Linked DNA regions of Siniperca chuatsi: region 2 is linked to region 1. A link is a contact called in public Hi-C data. All regions are on one chromosome and are shown on one strand. The core of a region is the stretch at or near the end of the contact, and the rest is flanking DNA. Distances in the headings are between cores, read along the strand shown. Region 1 has its middle 33 kb from the start of fgf10a. Region 2 overlaps nnt (NAD(P) transhydrogenase, mitochondrial).

Region 1 (2,700 bases), core at 174-2,673:
TAATTTAAAAGGGATAATCAATTCACATGATTTTTTTGCATTCATATATTAAAAGCTGTTTTTTTGTGTGGAAAGCATATGAGTCACAAAACACCTTATGTGTGCTCTGGGGTTCCTCAGGGTTCAGTTCTGGGTCCCCTCATCATTTGTTATCTTTTGGTATTATATGGGCCAAATCCATTAACCCCTTAAACTTTACTGCCTCAGTGGCAAGTCATTATCACAAAGGCTCTATTTTAAATTCTAGTCCAGATCGACAAGTGTGCAAACATAAGAAACATCATGCTGGATTACAGAGAAATGTCAAATTACATGCAAGATATTTAGAATTCTCGTTGGATGTAATAGTGCGGTCATACAAATCACAACATCTGGTTTTGAGCATTTAAATCAGGACAATATGGATTCGAAGTAGGGCAGCAACTAATGATTAATCTGCAGATTATTTTCTCAGTAAATCATTACGTTATTCGTTTTGTCTGCAAAATGTCCAACATTTTCCCAGAGCCAAAGGTAACGTCTTAAATTGCTTGATTGACCAACAGTCCGAAACCCATAGATATTTAATTTATGATCATATAAGATAATGAAAAGCTTCACATTTGGATAGCAGCAACCAGTGGATTTTTTGCAATTTTGCTTGACTGATGATTTAAAAGGCAAGTTTATTTGTATAGCACATTTCAACAGCAAGGCAATTCAAAGTGCTTTACATAAAACATAAAAGGCATCAAGACAAAATGTAAAAGCAATATAAGGCAATATAAAGACATTTAAATTAAAAGTTTAAAAGTTAAAAGTTACAGTGCAGTGTAAGCCTCCAATTTGATTTAATAAAAGGTTTGATTATCCAATCTTTTGACAATTTTCTTTCCATCAATAATCGATTAACTGGCTAATTGTTTCAGTTCTATGTCCATTGGAACAAGCAGATAAAGAACATATGTGTGACAAAATTTTGATCTAACTTTAAAGCCATTTAAAGAAATTTGACATTGAAGGAAAACACTGAAAGGTCAATTTAATCTTAGTTAAATAACCAACAGAAATTACTGTCAAATAGTCCCATGTTTTAACATCCTTGTCAAATAGCAACAAATTGTAATATTTCAGTTTAGCCAATTCACCATTCAGAGTTTGAGATTTTACTGCAGCCTGGGATGCTTGACAAATACGGGCCCTAGCTGGATTAGGATCACAGCGCTAGATCTCTCTCCACTAACCCCCGAGGCCTGAGGGCAGAACGTGTGGGGAAGCAAGATTGACAGGAAGTTGTCGTGTAAAGGCAGAGGTGTACGTGTGTGTGTATGCATGTGTGTGCTTTCTTGCGTGCATATGTGTGTGTGTGTGTGTGTGTGTGTGTGTGTGTGTGTTTGACCAGCGGGCAGAACACAGGGCCAGGGCAGGAAACGAAGTGGTTGTGCCACCGGTTAGAGGAAACAGAACGGCAGATAAATTACCCAGAGTTGGGCTGGCAGGACTTCTGAGAGCCAAAGCTGAGTGGACATAGAGGGAGGACAGAGTGTTGACATGGGAGGACGGTGTGCCCAACCCAACAGGAAGATAAACAATGCATCTGATTTTTCTTATTCACCCAGTATTTCAAACTCAAAGTGTATATTTCTTACTCTGATTCTGGAAGATGTTGCTGAACATTAGATACACTATATCATGTGTACATATGTATAGATGGGGTTTAATTAAAGAAGAAAAACAACATAAAGTGACTTAGTAAGGTGTTGGACCAGAACAGCTTCAATGTTCCTTTGCATAGATCCTACAAGTCTCTGTAACTCTACTGGAGTGACACACTGTTCTTAAAAACAATATTCCTTCATTTGGTGTTGTGATGATGAGAGTTTGTCTCTAACATGTCTGTCCCAAATATCCCATAGTAATTCAATTAGGTAGCAAAATGGTGACTGTGAAGGCCATAGTGAATAATTCACATCATTTTCATACTCATCAAACCGTTACGTTTCTTATGTTTCATTTCATTTCATGTAATTTATTCAGTTTTTTCCTTTAATATGTCACCCATCGATAAATTGTGTGAGCTGAGAGGTGAGAGCTCCAATTTTGGCAAAGGCTGCCATCTAGTGGTCATTTATCGCCTGTTCAGTCTTTCTTTTCCTGCTCTTGCACTTCACTAAACACTTGAACATAAGTATGTTTTTAATTTTACAATGACTCTTGAATGAACTATTGAAAGAAACATTGTGGCCCATTCTGGGCTAATAGAGGAACAGCTTCTGTCTTTGCTAGCAAAGGTTTAATGATACTGAACATTTAATCTCCATCTGACGTAAAGCCCTGAATCATATGTTATATCTTGTTTATCTAGAAGCCAAAGATCTTTAGTTGCACAGTAAAGAACTGGCATTGTTCTTTGTGGCCATTGAGGTTGGCATATAAAAAATATTCAGTAGGAAAATAGATTGTGTGATGTCTTTTAAGTTTGCCAACTACGTCTCTACAGCCTGGAAAAGAAGGCAGTGTTGTGTTTGAAAATGTATGTGGCGTTCTGAATCTGGCTTATAAACCTGTGCAGTCTGGGCATACTGTAGCTGTACGCATGACACAATAAAATACGTATTTCATTCAATCACTTCCCATTTTATGCTGAAATTCTATTACAGTTTCAAATATAATGTGGTCATTTTCACACATTTTGATATTTTAGAGATGGGAAACAAAAAA
Region 2 (2,700 bases), core at 124-2,623, 110 kb before region 1:
CTTTGATACCTACAGTTGGCCCTTGTTAAACAAAAACTGCACAGATGATAGAGGGACAGAGAACAAGTGGATTTGATTGTGAAAAATGGAAGTGAAGCTAGAAAGGCTGTTTTCCAGTGGAAGAGAAATGGTTGGGTTTTTTATTTTATTTTTAAAAGGCATCCTAGTGAGTGATGTTCAACCAGTACATCATTAAGCTAGCTAGTTCCAGTTGTTATGGAAGAAGAATTTAATACTTTTTAAAAATTATCTTCACTTCTCCCTTTATAGATCACGTCTCTTCTTTATAGCTGGTCCTCACATCTGCTGTGGCGTTCACTGTATTAAACGGCTAATCTGATTACAGCGGTGGATAAAACTCCTCTCCTGTTTTCTTCTTCTATCCTTTAGGGTGTAACCCTGACAGCAGCTATTGGAGGCGCAGACATGCCGGTGGTAATCACCGTACTGAACAGTTACTCAGGCTGGGCCCTGTGTGCTGAGGGCTTCCTGCTCAACAACAACCTGCTGACCATCGTGGGAGCGCTCATTGGATCGTCTGGAGCCATTCTGTCATACATTATGTGTGTGGTGAGTGGAGCTCAGTCTCACTTTAAAGAAGAACAGACATCGTTGTGCTTGTGTCTCAGCAGCACTGTTTGACATTCTAAAGTGAAGTATATGATGTGTTTTGTAGGTTAGCACACTATTTCATGTGGTTGGTCCTCTTTTGTCCACCAGGAGGGACTCTAACTTTACCATAGTAGAGTCCCTGTTCTGAATAAAATTTTGTGTGTTTTTAAGGGAATATCCATTTCAAATTTCTTCTGATTGCCGTATTTTGGTATGCACAGTCACAATGAAGTGAAAGCAATAGATAATGTAACCATAAAAAAAACGAAATACAAAATATCTTTCTCCCCTCTCAGGCCATGAATCGTTCACTGGCTAATGTGATCTTGGGAGGCTACGGCACGTCTTCCACCGGTGGAGGAAAGCCCATGGAGATCACAGGGACACACACAGAGGTCAACGTGGATCAGTCTGTTGACATGATTAAAGAGGCCCAGAGCATAATCATCACTCCAGGTAAGACCCGCACACAAATACAAGCACACACACACACGCAAACACCCCTTCACAAACTTCAGAGGTCTTGTACATGAGTGGAAAAACATGGTACTTTGACTTTGCCAGTCGTTTTTTGTTTGTTTTTTGTTTTAGCATTAGCAAAGTGTGTGTTCTGTTTATTTAACCTTTTCTTGACCCATGTTACATCACCATTTTGCTAGGCTAATTGACAATTCATGGTAGAGCGGCCACACACATACGCAGACATGCGTACACACACACACGCAGACATGCGTACACACACACACACACACACACACACACTCTCAGGTTTCTGTGTGGTCGTCAGTCCCTGGTAAATAGACATTCTACAGTGCAGCATATATATGCAAGGTCAAGGGAAAATTAGATGGAATGAGGGTATGAGGGTTTTTGTTGACAATTCAAATACTACGTTCAAAATTGGCTTCTAGTTCCTTTTTCGGGGTTAGAGCGAAGGTTCCAACCCTTGTTCCAGCTACATGCTTTTTTTCTCGTTTCACATGTTTTATATGTTTGACTATAAATGTGTGTCTGAACCTCCCACATGAACTATTATGATGGTCCTTGGTGCTGCTGTCCTGAAATCATCATTGTGTGGCCCAGTGACATTTCAGACATCTTGCCAGACTGTTGTGAACTAGTCACAGTTCCAAAGAGTTGTTTTACTCACGTGGGTACATGTAAACACAGACTAAGGCATCCAGCCTGCAAATTGGTGATTACAGTCAAAGTGCTGAGTGTCTATATACAAAAACTGAGTCTTTAAAGGAAACCTCTGCAATTTACAAGAATTGCAAACTTAAAGTGGTCACGTGGTTGAGAAGAAGTGAAAAAGAAGTGATCCATGGAGCAGAATCCAATGTAGATAAACCATCTTTTTTTCTCTTTTGTGAGACTAACACAAATTCTGAAAAACAGAAAACAGGCCAAAAACATTATTGAGTTGGAAAGGAGTGGGAGAAATTACGGAGCGGAAATGAAAAATGATGTGTTTTTAAAATTGTTTTTTTTTTTTTTTTTTTTTTTTAAGCTTTTTCTCAAAATGGTCTGCAGACAATACCACACCAAGACAAGACAAATAATAAAATGCCAGACATTTCTTTGAAGAATTACAGAAAAACATAAACCAGTGAAATATGAGGATCAGAATAAGTAGAAACAAATCTTAATAGAACCTTTTCAAAGTAATTTTATGAATTGAGTGAGACATCAGTTACCCAGGCTTTAAAGTTCAGTCAGGACATCACGAAGCCTCTAAACCAGTACATGAAAGTCACACACTTGGTATTTGTATGAAACATCAGTGCAAAGTTTATATACTGTTGTACAGACAATAAAATTAATGTATATTTATTAAAAGTTCATACATCACATCAGCCGGTGTATATAGGTTACCTTTTGCTAATGACATCAGTTTCAGAACAACCATCCAAATGCATAATTCTTCTCTCTGCCATAGTAGTCAGTAGTCAGACTAGTGTTTTTACCCAGCACCGGCTTTCAGTCAGTTCCCGTGTTTCCATTTTGACCATTCTCCCTAATTGGAGCCGTCACAGTCACTTTGCCTGATTGACATCTGTGGAAACGGTTAAGACTCTGCCTGATAAA

The links. A called contact is a pair of places that touch in the nucleus more often than the background predicts.
Region 2: a Hi-C map of liver shows a contact between it and region 1, with 3 times the contacts expected there. The contact joins two enhancer-like sites. A contact is called at or near these places in 3 of 3 Hi-C or Micro-C datasets (liver, skeletal muscle and an unstated tissue).

What each region holds. Positions count from the first base shown.
Region 1 is chrLG18:14,398,729-14,401,428 of ASM2008510v1, reverse strand. No RefSeq gene overlaps it. Among protein-coding and RNA genes, the nearest start is that of fgf10a, 33 kb to the left of the region's middle. Within about 2 kb of position 1,423, the one cell type or tissue checked has an H3K27ac peak away from gene starts, as active enhancers do. A contact at or near this core is called in liver, where this site is marked.
Region 2 is chrLG18:14,511,589-14,514,288 of ASM2008510v1, reverse strand. It overlaps nnt (NAD(P) transhydrogenase, mitochondrial), which reads left to right. Exons shown (of 21, transcript XM_044175219.1): 16 at 391-570; 17 at 909-1,068. Among protein-coding and RNA genes, the nearest start is that of ccdc80l2, 25 kb to the left of the region's middle. Within about 2 kb of position 1,373, the one cell type or tissue checked has an H3K27ac peak away from gene starts, as active enhancers do. A contact at or near this core is called in liver, where this site is marked.